Linked DNA regions of Mus musculus: regions 2 and 3 are each linked to region 1. The links are chromatin contacts, called in public HiChIP or PLAC-seq maps. All regions are on one chromosome and are shown on one strand. Each heading gives the region's core, a stretch centred on a gene start, on an enhancer-like site or on the middle of the called end of the contact. The rest is flanking DNA. Distances are from core to core; before and after follow the strand shown.

Region 1 (4,955 bases), core at 1,753-4,252:
GCCTCTTTTGTACTCAGCTGCTGTTGGTGTCTCCAAAGGTGGGCACAGCGTAGTTGTTTCTGCCATAGCTCTGCAAGCTGTGAACACTGAGCAGACTGCAAGTCGCATTCAACAGCTGCTTCAAGAAGCAACTACCAGGCTGGAGAGATGGCTCAGTGGTTAAGAGCACCAACTGCTCTTCTGAAGGTTGTGAGTTCAAATCCCAGCAACCACATAATGACTCACAACCATCTGTAATGAGATCTGATGCCCTCTTCTGGGGTGTGTGAAGACAGCTACAGTGTACTTACATATAATAAATAAATAAATCTTTAAAAAAAGTAGCAACTACCCTATAGCAAGGTGGAATGGTCTGCTGACTGAAAGGAATTGTGGCGAACACCAGAACAGGAAGAAACTGCTTGACCTTGCATCACCCTCTGCGGACAGCGTAGCAGGGAGCCGCTACCCAAGCAGAGGAACTGTGTGTAGTTCCATTTCCAGTAGAAAAGGAGAGAAAGATGGGTCTGGGCAGTATGTGAATGCATATTTCTTACTTTATCCAGTAAAAGCTGGAGAAAGTTGACCAGGTTGTGCCTCTTCAAAGAGACCCACAGCTGTTAGAAAATTCTACGATTATTTTGAAATTAATGTATATCAGCACTTACTTAGCTTCTTTATCTGTGTAATGACTGTGGTCATAGCAATTATCTTTTGTTGTTGAAAAGCACTTAGAGGAGTAGGGGACACAGACTGAGAACATATGATCAATACATTTTAGTTATTATTTATTACTACACTGCCATCCTGGTTTGATTTTGATCACTGTCATAAAACACTAACCAAAGCCAACTTGTGGGGGGAAAACTTATTTGGCTTACAATTCCACATCACAGTCCATCATTGAGGGAAATTAGAATAGGAATTCAAGCAGGAACCTGGAGGCAGGAGCCCATGCAGAGACCGTGGACTGGTGCTGCACACTGGCTTTTTCTCCATAGCTTACTCTGCCTGCTTTCTTAGACCATTCAGGGCTATCTGCCCAGGATTGACACTGCCCACAGAGGGCTGGGCTCTCCCACGTCAATCATTAATCAAGAAAATGCCCACACAGACTTGTTCACAGGCCAATCTGTTGATGGCAACTTCTCAATTAAGGTTCCCTCTTCCAAAATAATTCCAGCTTCTGTCAAGTTGACCCAAAACCAAACCAAACCAAAACAAACGAAAAAGACAAGAAAAGAAATGAACAACAAACCCTTAACAACCACAAATTGGCTTGCTTACTTGGATAATCAAGAATTCAAGTACTAAAAATATATTTCAGGGCCTCAAACAATATATAGAGATCTAATACAACTTGGGTGCAACTTGAGAAATAGGTGTAGACGTTTACCCACTGTCAAAACAGCCCCTGGAAATAACTGCAGACTTAATTGATTTTTTTCATACACCGCAGCTGACTAGTCCACCCTTCTCCCATCAGTCCCCAGCATTCATAGCTACCGCCGCCTCTGGACCTCAACCACCATGGTTAGAGGTGCTCCGGCCCAGGAGCAACAGGGCTGAAAGGGCCAAGGTAGCAAGTCAGCTTCATCAAGACTGTTAAGGCCTGGAATTCTGAATTTAGCAGCATGAACTTCTACATGGGTTCGGAAGCACGGAAGTTCAAGGATACTTAGCCATCACTGCGGAAGGGGTGGGCGTAGGTGGGGTGGGGTGGGGGGTGGGGGTGGTAGGTTTTTTTCCTTGATAATATCAACAAAAGAAGGCTGTATGTAGCTTCTGGAATTAAATGGGTGCAGTTTCTTGTTCTTTGTTTTTCCTCCAAGCTGGGGACTGAGGTGAAAACCTGGAGGTGGTTAATTTAATGACTAGACGAGGAGGAAAATGAACCTAAAACCTTCCCACTGCTTCTGTAGACTTCAGTGTCAGACGTTTTTATCCATTAGTAGTTTTACAACACGTTATTAACCCATATCAGTTTTGCCATATTTCATAATAGGATGGATTTTTTTCAGCTATACAAATAGTGACCACTATGAAATGTATTTTATTATGAAATAGTTGAACATTTATAATTGACTGATAGCATATTAGGTTTATTTATAACGATGTCATTTGTGCGACCAAAATTAAACAGAGCGACTTTTGATGAATAGGGATTAAGTTTGCGCTCCCAGCACATCTAGTTACTTTGGAATCTGAAGATGGCATTGTAAGACTCTGATGAGCCTTAGCTTACTGGGGACCCCTGATTGAACCACTCAGAGTGGGGGAAGCATGCAAAAAGCAAGAGGAATTTATTGTTCCAATGCGTTTGGGGTCATCCTGCACCGGAAGGAGAGGCAGCCTCAAGCAGCCCAGTCAGGGAGTTTTTTATACAGTTTTCGGAGCAGCAGCCATTAGTCACAATGTGATTGGCAGAACAGTGTAATTTTTAAACTGATTGGTCACTAGGGGAATGAGGTGGCAAGAACTTCCCTTGTCTGTAGGTGGCCTTGTCTGTAGGTCTGTCCTACAGAATGTGTTTACCTCCTTTGGACCTCCCCAGCCTGCAGGTAGAGGTTGATCAGTGTCTCCCGCCCCACCTTGGCTGAGGAATGTTAATTAGCCCCTCCTTTCTGGAGGGGAGGGGTGCCTAAGTGTTCCATGACCTTTTTTCTTCCAGGAGGGGAGGGGTCTGGTGGCATTTTCCAAAGGTCCTGAACTGGCCTCTTCAACACACCATTAGGTGGGTGAATCCTTTGAATTCTCTGCTTCCCTTCGAATTGGGAAACAGTTTTCATTTACTTTCATAAAGTCGAAGGTAATAAAATGGCAGTTGTTTTTGTTGCCCGAGAAATGGAAGGAGCAAGTTCAAGGATAAAAATGAGTAACTGCTGTGGGCTGAGGTTGTTCGAATAAGCAATTCCGTTCTTTTGTGAAAAATTCTCGGTTCTCCATTAATTACATGAACTTCCTGTAGGGCTACAAAGTATCTGCGGCAGTTATTTAAAGAGCAGCACCACCTAGTGGCTAAATAATGCAACTACTTTATCCTAAACAGAAAAGAAAAACAGTTTCAATATCCAGACAGGTAGCTATCCAAACAGTGTCTGTTATTAGAACTATTCCTCACAAGTTTTCTTATTTACTGACTTCACTGTTTTAAAATATGGTTTTTTTTTAAAATAAAAAGGTCTGTAACCATAACAAATGTTAACTCTTCCATGTTCACTTTAAGAGCATTAAAAATTATTGGAAAGGTCACTGTGGTAATTTTAACATTGTGATCTTTAAAAATGAATTTTAAAGAACCTTTAAAATATTTGCTCCTTTAAGGCATTGAAATTCACTTACTAAAATTATTACATGTTTCTTATAGTCTCATTTGTACGGACATATTTTGAAGGCATTTAGTTCAAAAATCTTCAGCCATAAAATACCATCAGAATTCAAAAAGCCATTTGGAGAAGGACATATATTTATTATACTGTTAGTATGATTATTTAGAGTAGTGATTCTCAACTTAATTTTGGTATCACTTAATATAGTATCTCATCTTGTAACATGTTCCCCAGCCATAAAATTATTTTCATTGCTACTTCATAGCTGTAATTTTGCTAGTAGCATGAATGTAAATGTTTGTGTTTTCTGATGGTCTTAGGAGCCCCCTTGAAAAAATTGCGGGTCGCGACCCACAGTTTGAGAATCACTTATTTGGAGCCAGTCTTGCGCATCTACAGAAGCATTTGGTTCAGAATACAGTGTTGCTGCCCTCTTGTGGCTAGAAGAGCACACCGCGCCTGGATATGATCAGTCAAAGAGAAAGTTTTATAATTTAAGAAAGAAAAGAAAAAAAGGAATGCGAGCCGTTTTCACATTTGTTTATCCACCATAGCCAAAGTTCCAAATGCTTAGTTAATTTACTTACAGGGCCAACCAAAGGAAATGAACTTATTTGAACTTCCCATCTGAATTTATTTAACCATACACTCCCCCAACCACACACATACCCCTACTTACATAACTTTCACTAACCACTACAAACCCTGCAGAACATCTTTTGTAAAAGTACGAGTTAACACCTTTTACCTAATACTGCGGTAATTGGTTTTGTTCTCACTCTTAGTATCTTAAAGAATAAACTGCATCTAAGTTAAGCTGAAAATCCTCCCTTTGACTTCCATTTCATCCTGGGATGAGTTCAGTAGCTCTTTCCAAGGTGCAGGACATGCATTTTATGTGCTGAGATGCTCTGGCCCCTGTCGTTGTGGCACTGAATGGAAAACAAGCTTTCGATGCATGTTCCAAATGCAGAAGCCAAGCGCTTCCTACAATGTTGGCTGGGACACTGCTGCTAGGATGAATGGTGCTTTTCAGATTCCTCGCAGCAGAGAGAGCGGGTTTTCCAGGAGGAGTTCCGACTTCCTGTTTACATCTCTCATCTTGGATTAGGAGTTTTATGGAGGACTAAAGGAAAACAAGGCAGAAACAAAGGAGCGATTTAGCCTCTGCTTTAAGATACAGGCATCTTAGGGCAGCGTTTTTGTTTTTTTTTGTTTTTGTTCCCTGTCTGAAGGCTTCCTAAATACTTCTGTTTACAACAGCCCGCTTGGTACTTGACTTTATAAAGTAGGATCCAGTTGTGGAAGAGGAAGAAATAAAACGCGTCACTTGTTGGGTTTCAGAGAAAGCAAGCAATGGAGACAGCAAAAGTGGTGTTCATTAAAGGAATTTAGGGCATCATTTTGACCTTTAGTCTGGGGTTCTATGCCTTCTGTGATCTTGAGTTGTGTTTCATTTGCCATCTAGATTTGCACTTTTGAACAATGAATTCTTTTTTTTTTTAGAATTAATTTTTTATTAGGTATTTTCCTCATTTACATTTCCAATGCTATCCAAAAAGTCCCCAATACCCTCCGACCCCCCCCCCTCCCCTACCCACCCACTCCCACTTTTTGGCCCTGGCATTTCCCTGTACTGGGGCATAT
Region 2 (4,955 bases), core at 977-3,476, 740 kb before region 1:
TGCATGAAATGAATGATTTATAATTGTAAGACATATTTTGTTTGCTTTTACTTTTACAAGTTTCATTTATTATTAAGTCTAAAAGGTTCTCCCATTCACTGTCTTTAAAAATGATAAATTAATCAATATTACTTGCCGCATATTGGCCATAGCTGATACCTTCAATTGTTCTATAACATCCAGTAAACTGCTGTTTCCTTTCCATATTGCATGGACATCTTCTGTATAATCAGAGATCTACAGAGGCATTCAGAATCATGAGTGAGTATACACCCTGCTCTACTGAAATGTCTAATTAAAGTTCTTGACATGTTTAAGACACATTCGGTGTACAGAAAGTGCTTGGTGGAGGCTCACTATGAACGCCCACTAAGCCCTTGAGGTCACTTTTGTTTAAATGTAGATGTCAGTTGAGAGCTGCTTTTCACAGGTGCAACAGACCTGCCCACTGAGGAAAGTGCACGTGGCTGATAAAGTGAGCAATACCACAGTCTGCCTGTTGCTAGGCAATGTGAAGAGAGGGAGCTGAGAGACCAACCTGTGCTTGGAGACTTTGAAGAATACAGAGGTCAGGCCACTTAGTTATATTTTTAGACTGAAAATGTAGCAATTGTTCTTCAAAGTCAAGTCCAGTGAGAGAGCAAATCAAGCAATGAAAAATGAGATCATATTGTCTAACCACTAATTCAAAACTCATGATGTAATTTTTGGGATCTGCTGTTGTATCCGAGAAGATAAACATTTGCCAATACACTCAGCAGGGGGATCTGAAAAGATTAATGTTCTAGCCAGAAAGCTTTACATATTAGATGTGGATTGGGGATATGAGTTAATTAGTTCTTGAAGAACTATTCTAGGGACACCATGGAGAATATAGGTTGAGACTAACTTGTCCCATGGTAGCAGTTTTGAACGACCTGTGCTATGAACACTGACTTCTACACTGTAGTCTTTGTGGGGGTTTGAGTAGGAATGGCCCCCATAGCTTATGTATTTAAACGCTTGGTCACCAGGGAGTGACACTATTTGAGAAAGATTACAAGGATTAGGAGGTGTGGACTTATTGGGCTCAGTGTGGCCTTGGCGAAGAAAGTGTGTTCTTTGGGTGTGCTTTCAGGTCCATGGTAGGCCAATTGTGTCTCAGTCTTCATCTCTCTGCCTAAGGACTAGGCTGCACCTCTCTGTTCCAGTACTTATATGCCACTGTGCTGTAGAGGCCACCAGATAAATGCATTCTTTCATAAGAAAAGCCTTGGTCATGGTGTCTCTTCCCAGCAATAGGACAGTAAGACAGTCCTCAGTCTCCTTTCCTGACAATAACCCATGACATTGAGCGTCCAGATCTATGGGAATGAAGAGGGACCTTGGCCAGCTGCAATGTACCTTCCACCCTGCTGTGTCATGATAAAAGAGAGACAGGAAGGAGGAGTCATTTACTGACTTTTCAAATATTTGTTACTAGTCTTGCATCTGAAAGGAAAACAAGTCAGGAGATTTATCTAATTCAGCTTAGACTATTTATATGCCCGTCAAAACAGTCTACTTTCCCCATGTTTCTTAAGCCAGTGTAGGGCATTCAGTAGCATCTGTGGTTAGGAAGCTGGCATTCTTGGAGAAGTTATTCTGATAATGTAGCCTCCCATAAGCCTGAAGCAGGCTAAACCAGAACTTGACCTTGCTGCCGATTATCTAGGGTGGAGATTATCTAGGGTGGAGCCTTCCTCTCTAGATCACTCTATTGTTCTGCCACTGCTGCTGTTCCTCTTCAAGATACTGCTACCTGCTGAGAGGCCCCAGAGCTATTCTGGAGACTACGCCCTATCCTGCAGGTCATTACCTGCAGCTGGTTCCAGGCTCGAACCCGGACATGTAAGCCGCTGGCCGGCCCCAATCTGATAATGTTTCTGATGTCCTTCTATTATTAATTTAAAGCATACCTAAGTACTCTGCTTCCTGCCTAGCTTTCTTTCCTGTCCTGTCTCAGCAAGAGTTTTTTTTTTTTTTTTTTTTTTTTTTTTTTTTCAGATCAAATGATGTATTCAGATTTCCAAATCAAATAGCTTTCCAGGCTGGAAATTTACAGAGCCCTGGTAGATTAACTGGTGTTTGAGAAGACTAGAATGAAAACACTGAAACACTTCACAGGAAATTTTCAAAGAAAACACATCCTAATCCTTTGAAATACCGCCACAGGTCACATGAGTCACTGAAACCTCTCCCCCATTACTGTCACTTACTCAACAGCTCTATTCTCAATGACATTCAACACTGAACCATGGGAACAGCTTGAGCAGAGTTCAAGCCGGGCCCTGAAGGTGAAGCCATGCACTAAGGCTAACCTTTAGCTTCTTTAGCTTCTGGATCTGGGACATTCAGATGTCCCTGAGCAGGCTAGGGTATTGGGCATAAGCGTTGTTTATTCAAATATAGACATTGCATCACATATTCCTGCTTACATCCTGTGAACCCCCACAATTGTTATTAGAAGTTAAAGCAAAAAACAAGGATCTCAATTTTTGTACCATTGCAGTGTTTTTATTTAAAGATTGTCTAATTTAGCTATTCTAATCGGTCTCAGTTTTTCTTATATAATATTTTCTACTTTCAGTCAAGACATAAATATAAAGGGTAACTATGAAAACTTTAGGAAGAAAAGCTTTCAGCTCAAATAATATTATTTTCCTGCATTGGTAATTTTTAAAAGATTCTTCAATACTTTTGTCTTTTAACTTTCCTAACATAGTCAATTCAAAATGCATACATATTACTTAATCTGGATTCAGATTTTATAGACATCTACTTATTATTTTTACTAATATTATTAGTATTGCATGTGGTCTTAGTTAGCATTACTATTGCTGTGATGAAATACAATGACCAAAAGCCATTTTGGGAGCACAGGGACAATGAATCATCACAAGCAGTGAGGGCAGAACTCAATCAGGGCAGGAATCTAGAGGCAAGAGCTGATGCAGATGGCATGCAGGAATGTTTGATCACTGGCTTGCTCCCCGTGCAACGGGTTCAGCATGCCCATTTTATTTATATGAGTGCACTGTAGCTGTCTTCAGACAAATCAGAAGAGGGCATCAGATCCCATTATAGATGGTTGTGAGCCACCATGTGGTTGCTGGGAACTGCACTCTGAAAGTGCAGCCAGTGCTCTTAACTGCTGAGCCACCTCTCCAGCCCCTGCTTTCTTATAGAACTAATACCCAGGGATAGTAAACACTCACAATTTTATTCCACCAAGATGGCTGCTCTGGCAAGAGATCACATCCAAATCCTTTCTAGGTCTATGATCTGGCTGATATACAGACATGTCCTTAGTACACATCTTTAATCCCAAACAATTAAATTAAGGCTAGTTTATAGAAGGGAGCAGCCATGGTTAAAAGTGGTGTTTAATTGAGGTGCAGACAACGTGCAGAATCAGAGAATATTTGACAAAAATGAATCAGAGATAGGATACGCCCAACTCCCTGGAAAACAGCACAGGAAAGAAAAGCTATTTAAGAGAAGTGCAGGGAGAGAGTAAATCAGTTGGGAGTCAATTGGGAATGCAGTAAAGTGGCGTTGAATCTGTATGTGCAGTTCAGTGAAGGTCAGGGGAAGCAGTTGAAAGAAGAGAATAAGGAAGCAGAAGCTTATGACAAATTGCCATAGTTAGTTTGAGGCCAAGTAGAGCAATTCAGTGAGAAGCTGAGAGAAACCAGACTGAATCAGTCAGCTTGAAGACGAGTTAGACAGAGCCAGAACAGCTGAGTTGAACGACTCAGCCAGAGTTCAATAGGAGGTATAAAGGGTGAATTGTTCACCAGAGAGCTGCAGAGAATACTATGAAAACAGGCAAATAAAAGTTACTTTTATATTTGGACCTCCCAAATCAACCACAAATCAAGAAAATTCTCTACAGGCTTGTCCACTGCCCAGTCTTATGAAGGCTTTTTCCTAGTTGAGGTTCCCTCTTCTTAGATGACTTTGGCTTGTGTCAAATTGACATGAAACTAGCACACGTACATTGGTATTGTTTATTTATGTTTATCCCTAATAACGTTCTCCACAAATGCTTACATTTATTTCACTACATCAAGCATGTACTTTATGCATGTGTTGTGGATGCATCAGTTCATGCTACACACCATATGTTCACTTTTTTTTTTTTGAATAGTTAGGGTTTTCTGTAGCATATATGTTGCAAAAAGAAGTTTCTTTGTTAAGGGTTAAGGGATGAGAACTATACTTATCAATTGGTGTAAGAGTAAATATTTAGAATGTGGCTAGGAATCATGTTGTTTGGCCCATTCCTGATTTCAAGGCTCAGGTAATATCGTGGAAGAGGAATGATTGTAAGATCCAGAGAAAGAGTATGTTTGCTCTGAGATTGCACCTCCTAGAAATGTCAGGCAAGCTACATCCATGAAGCCTCACCAGTATGGCTGCCTAAACAATACCTGAAGAAAGACAATACCAGTAGATGTGTTAACATGGAATGGGGAAATCTTACTAGGCCCCAACCCTAGATAAAGAACTATAGTCACCTAAAGAATACTGAAAGCAGAAGAAAATATTTTTCCCCAGAACAGCCTCCAAGTTGTTTATCAAATACTAAGTGGTCAGCCCTGAAATCGTAAGTCATTATGGTGGTTTCTTTGAATGGTGGTTATTATGGTAGTATTACTTGAATATGCTTAGCCCAGGGAGTGGCACCACTGGGACTTGGACCTCACTGGAGTAGGTATGGCCTTGTTAGAGGAAGTGTGACACTGTGAGGAGGGCTTCAAGTCCCTAATCCTTATTGCCTGGGAAATGGCAGGCTCTTCTGGCTGCAGTTAGATCAAAATGCTCAGCTCCCACTTCAGCACCATATTTGCCTGGAGGCTGCCATGCTTCCACCTTTATGATAATAGACTGAAGTTCTGAATCTATAGGCCAACCCCAACTAAATGTCCTTC
Region 3 (4,955 bases), core at 1,279-3,778, 580 kb before region 1:
CTCTGATCCGAGAGCTCTTCTGACTACTGATGTGTATCAGAAAGCACCTGTACCCCTCTGTATGACGTTTTCTTCCAAACACTTACCGCCAAGTGATACATATTGATTTATGGCTAGTTAACTTGAGTAAGATTTAAGCACGGAGATGTTCAATACAGTCCCTGCATCTAAACCAATACTGTCAGATAGCAAAGCATGCCTGCTTTATGACCCAAACACACGTAGCCATTCAGCAGGTGTTCAAGAAATATTTATAGAAAATTGAACTGATTGAAAGCACAATTGATATATGCCAGATTAATCAATGTATGAATAATAATGGTATTATATTTTAAATTTCCTTCTAAATTAATCATACTTTGGGTAGCATGTGTTAACTGACATCATCTAAATTGTGATTTAAAAGTACTAATAGATCAAGTAAATGGGATTATATTATTAAAAGATTAGCTTTTATGAGGGTGGGGTGGCATGGAGAAAGTGTTCAAGGCACAAAGACCAACTCATGATGAAGCCCACTGTGGCTTCGAGGGGACAGAAAATAGGAGAGAGATGACATTCTAGGAAACAAGTGCCTTCATAGAGCTTGTAAATTATTTTTGACAATTTTGATTTTAATCTCAGAGCCACAGGGATACAATTAGGATTTTAAGCAGAGCATTAATGGAATCAGATTTGACCTTTAGAAATTAACCATAAGTCATGTAATGGGTTACAGAGAGATATGTCCTGAATATAGGAGACCACCTCTGAGCTGATGGTTGTAATCTGTGTGCTCTATGAAGCACAATTATGGCAGTAGGGATTAAGAGAGGTGAATTAATTCAGGAGGCTTTAGAGGGTGGCTTGATTTTTTTTTAATTTTTAATTATTTTCTATTTTTTGGCTAGTTGTGGCAATGTTTGTTGGGCCTTGGAAGGGAGAGGAAAGAACTAGTTTGGCACTAGAGAATGGAGAAGGAAATGAGTTTAAAGGGCAAATGATATAAAATCAACTTTGAAAGGCTAATATTGGAGTACCTCTGGTGTATCCTAATGGACATGACTAAGTAACAGTTGGAGATATTGGTCTAAAGTTTGTAATAATCTTCAGGGTGAGTAATTTAGATGGCAGCATCTTAGATATGAACTGATATTACCTAGGGGCAAAGTGTTCTTATACAGTTTGTATTTAGACTCAGCACTATCACTGTTTTATCCCACTTACTTTCTGTTTGGGTTTTCTCTCCTCCACATACACATGCACATTTGTATGTGCACACACACACACACATACACACGCACGCGTGCGCGCGTACACACACACACACACACACACACAGAAAAATATTTGCTGACTTATTTGACAACAAATTACACACATTGTAGTCCTCTACCTCATTTACTTAAATGCATATTTCTTATGGTTATTCATGCTTAAAAAATAACACAATGTAACGTTTAGATTTGAGTAAATTCTACATTGATTTAATATACTTCTTAATAATCTCATGTCTCTGTCCCAGTTTTGACTACTCGTCCATTAATAACTCTAGGCTGCATTAATTTTCAGGATAAGGTGTATTTTTTCAGCTTCCCCAACTGTATATAGGATGATTTTCATATATATGTATATATATATATATATATATATATATATATACATATATATATGTATGTATATATATATATATATATATATATATATATATATATATATATATATATATCCTCCAAACCTTGTTATGTCTCTCACAGGAAGGAAAATGCAGATATTTAAGTAATCAGTATAATTCATGAATTTAGGGTGTGTGTGTGTGTGTGTGTGTGTATATATATATATATATGTATGTATATATATATAAAACGGTCATTTCTTGTAACTTTCCCATCTATCTAGAGAAGACAAGGACAAGGATACTATGTTCCCAGATGGACCTTTTTAGTATGTGGCACTTGATTTTATGCTGTTTCATGAGTAGGAAAACATAAGATCTAGAAAGTGGGGTTTTTTTGTTTGTTTGTTTGTTTGTTTTTTTATTTTTTCGAGACAGGAGACCATGCTATTATGCTATTTAAGTTGCACTTTGTTCTCTTGTTTGTTTGTTTTTTCCTCTTAGAGGGGTGAGGCAGGTTGGAAACAGGTTTCCCTATGTAGTCCTGGCTGTCCTGGACCTCTCTCTGTAGACATAGTTGGGCTCAAACTCAGAGAGATCTGCCTGCCTCTGCCTCCCTAGTCCTGGGATTAAAGGATTGTTTTCTCTCCCTCTCCCTCTCTCCCTCCCCCTTTCCTCCCCATCCCCCTCCCTCCCGCCCCACCCTCTCTCTCCTTAAGTGCTGTCAAAATAAACAAAGGATGAGGTAGAGTACTGGACCGAGGTACAAAGCCCACTCGACCGACCAAATAGTATTTAAGATTCAGATTCCTACTAAGGAAAGGCAGGATATAAAGCATTGGCAGAAGTAAATTTGTGGTCTTGCAGCAAGGAGTCTAGAGGAGGAAGCATTCCCAGTTTACCAGGACCTGAGGCACAATGGGAAGCTTTAGTTACAGGAAGCCTCTGAACGCCCTAGTGAAGCTGCTAAACTGGTTTCTGTTTCCCTTTGTGGGTGTTTTGTTCAAAGAAGAAAAGCAAGTTTTGGCCTGCCATTGGTTACACTAAAGGTTGATCTTTAGTTAAAAAGGAATGGATTTGTCAGGATCATTTTCCTTCACTAGGATCCTAATTTAGGTGATTTTGGCTCAAAGTCACCCACACCTGAAAATTTTCTTCCTTCTTTAACTGCGGTTCAACATAGAAACTTTGAGAAATGTACCTGGATTGATCTGCACAACCACCTACAAGGAAGATGTTTGTCCAGTGATCAAAACAGTACACACTGGAGTCCTTAGCTGCCCACAGGAACCGCCACCAACATGAACAAGAATACATCTGTCATTAGGGTCTCTGAGAAATCTGCCACAGAATCCATGAACTCCAGCAAGAAAGAGATGCATGCCTTAAAACCAGAACTGAATAACAGGCTCATAGAGAATAGGTAAACAATAGGGGCTTTGAAATCTGGTGAATCTGAGATTGAATTCTCCCTGCTACTGTTACCTCATTGCTTTTTCTGGACAACATAAAGGTCTATGTGCCCCAGTTGCATCTAGAGTACAAAAGAGAGAGAGAAATAATATCTACCCACTAAGGTATTAAATTAGGATTGAAGGAGACAATATATGCAGAATATCTTAAACACAGGGGCTGGCATATGGTGGGTGCTTGAAATAGCTCCTAGTACCCTTTAACACACTAACAAGGGCTGATCCAATACAAGGCAGAAGAGAGACTGAAGGCAGAATCAGGGGAGAGAAGAGAACTGAGCCTTCTTCAGGTTGCTGGCACAGTCAGTGGAGGAAGGAAAGCAGGGGACAGAAGGCTTCATCTGTAGACGGAAGGTGGCTCCATGCTTGCACGCATTAGCAACCAGCCAAGGTCATTACTGGAATGCATCCATCTCAGTAGATGCTCCTTCCATATGACATGGACCCTTTTAAAAACTGCTACAGGAAGCCAGGCGTGGTGGTGCACGCCTTTAATCCCAGCACTTGGGAGGCAGAGGCAGGTGAATTTCTGAGTTCAAGGCCAGCCTGGTCTACAGAGTGAGTTCCAGGACAGCCAGACAGCCAGGACAATATGGAGAAACCCTGTCTCGGAAAAAAACAAAACAAAACAAAAACAAAAAACAAAACAAACAAACAACAACAAAAAAAAACAGCTGCCGGAGCACAAGCACAGGAAGCCTATTTAACAATGAAGAAAGGCGAAGTATGTCTCCCAGGTGATTGATTACATTGGAACATCATCAGGAAAGAGCAGAAAGCACTAGGGTCTACAAGATAGCATTTGACTCCAAATGTTCACATGCACAGGAGAGAATAGTTGTGCTTCTCTCACAACAGAGAGAGATGGTGTGAGCCAAAGAAATGTATTAGAAGTCTGGAGATGAGTTCAAACACACGTGGACTACTGGGGAGAGTTGCCAACCTCAGAGCTGGGTGTATGGAGCTTTAACTTTGATAGCGGAGTGAGCATTCAACTTCTGTATCTAAGTAAGTTGTTAGTGTAGTAGTATAGTGCCCTTAAGAAAGGCATGCAAAGAGGGGAAGGGGCAGCTGCTTCAGACAACAAGGCTCTAGGTTAGATAGGACAACGGCGTTGTTCTTTTATCCCCCAAATTTCTAGGCAGAGTGCCCAAACTAGTGTTTGCACAAGGTGTCGAAACTCAGTGAGCTGGAGCTTTGGGCTCTCTTAGTTTCTGGGACACTGGTCAGTTGGCATCCACTTACCTAAATATTACAAGGCATACAGGAAGGACTCTTCCTCCACAGCAAAGGGCAGCATGCTTTGAGTGGCTTCCAAGAGGCTGGTATTCTGATATTGTTGGCAGAATGATGACCTCGAAATGTGTCTTTATTCTGCTTTCTGTAACCTATGAATATCACCATATGGTGGAGCACTAATGTCTTACCAGATGAGATGTTTGATAGTTCGCTGCCTTTGAGGTGGGAATTTTTTGTCAATCATGCCTGTGGACCTATTGTAATAACAACAGTCAAGTGACAAGGGAGGCAGGAAGGGCAGATTCAAAGGGATGCGACATGAGAAACTTTGAAGATAGTGTGAGACCATGAGCCACAAAATGCTCATGTATTTTATAAACCTGAAGAAGCAAGAAAGTAGATTTCCCCGTGGAGCTTCCAGAAAAGAAGATAGCCTGCCAGAAACCCCATTTTAGTGTAGAAAGATGGATCTGGACTTCACACTACTGGGAATTTAGATTTGTATCATTTAAGTTTATAACTTTTTGGTAATATACTGTGAATACAATAGGAATTAAAAATAACTATTAAATACATGTCATATACAAGGCTGTACTAAGTATTGTCATCATTTTATAGAAAATAAAATGACATGGAGAAATCATACCTGG

What was found. HiChIP or PLAC-seq counts read pairs in DNA pulled down with a chosen protein or histone mark.
Region 2: an H3K27ac HiChIP or PLAC-seq map of embryonic stem cells shows a contact between it and region 1, with 9 times the contacts expected there. The contact joins two enhancer-like sites. A contact is called at or near these places in 5 of 115 datasets of contacts at active chromatin or transcription factors (all in embryonic stem cells).
Region 3: an H3K27ac HiChIP or PLAC-seq map of embryonic stem cells shows a contact between it and region 1, with 6 times the contacts expected there. The contact joins two enhancer-like sites. A contact is called at or near these places in 5 of 115 datasets of contacts at active chromatin or transcription factors (embryonic limb bud, embryonic stem cells and neural tube) and 1 of 9 other capture datasets (embryonic stem cells).

The regions. Positions count from the first base shown.
Region 1 is chr15:41,161,823-41,166,777 of GRCm38.p6, reverse strand. No RefSeq gene overlaps it. Among named protein-coding and RNA genes, the nearest start is that of Gm46502, 9.8 kb to the left of the region's middle. Within about 2 kb of position 3,002, at least 74 of the 459 cell types and tissues checked have an H3K27ac peak or open chromatin away from gene starts, as enhancers often do. A contact at or near this core is called in embryonic stem cells, where this site is marked.
Region 2 is chr15:41,902,487-41,907,441 of GRCm38.p6, reverse strand. No RefSeq gene overlaps it. Among named protein-coding and RNA genes, the nearest start is that of Abra, 35 kb to the right of the region's middle. Within about 2 kb of position 2,226, at least 13 of the 459 cell types and tissues checked have an H3K27ac peak or open chromatin away from gene starts, as enhancers often do. A contact at or near this core is called in embryonic stem cells, where this site is marked.
Region 3 is chr15:41,739,649-41,744,603 of GRCm38.p6, reverse strand. The region is part of intron 3 of Oxr1 (oxidation resistance 1); the gene reads right to left. Among named protein-coding and RNA genes, the nearest start is that of Abra, 130 kb to the left of the region's middle. Within about 2 kb of position 2,528, at least 29 of the 459 cell types and tissues checked have an H3K27ac peak or open chromatin away from gene starts, as enhancers often do. A contact at or near this core is called in embryonic stem cells, where this site is marked.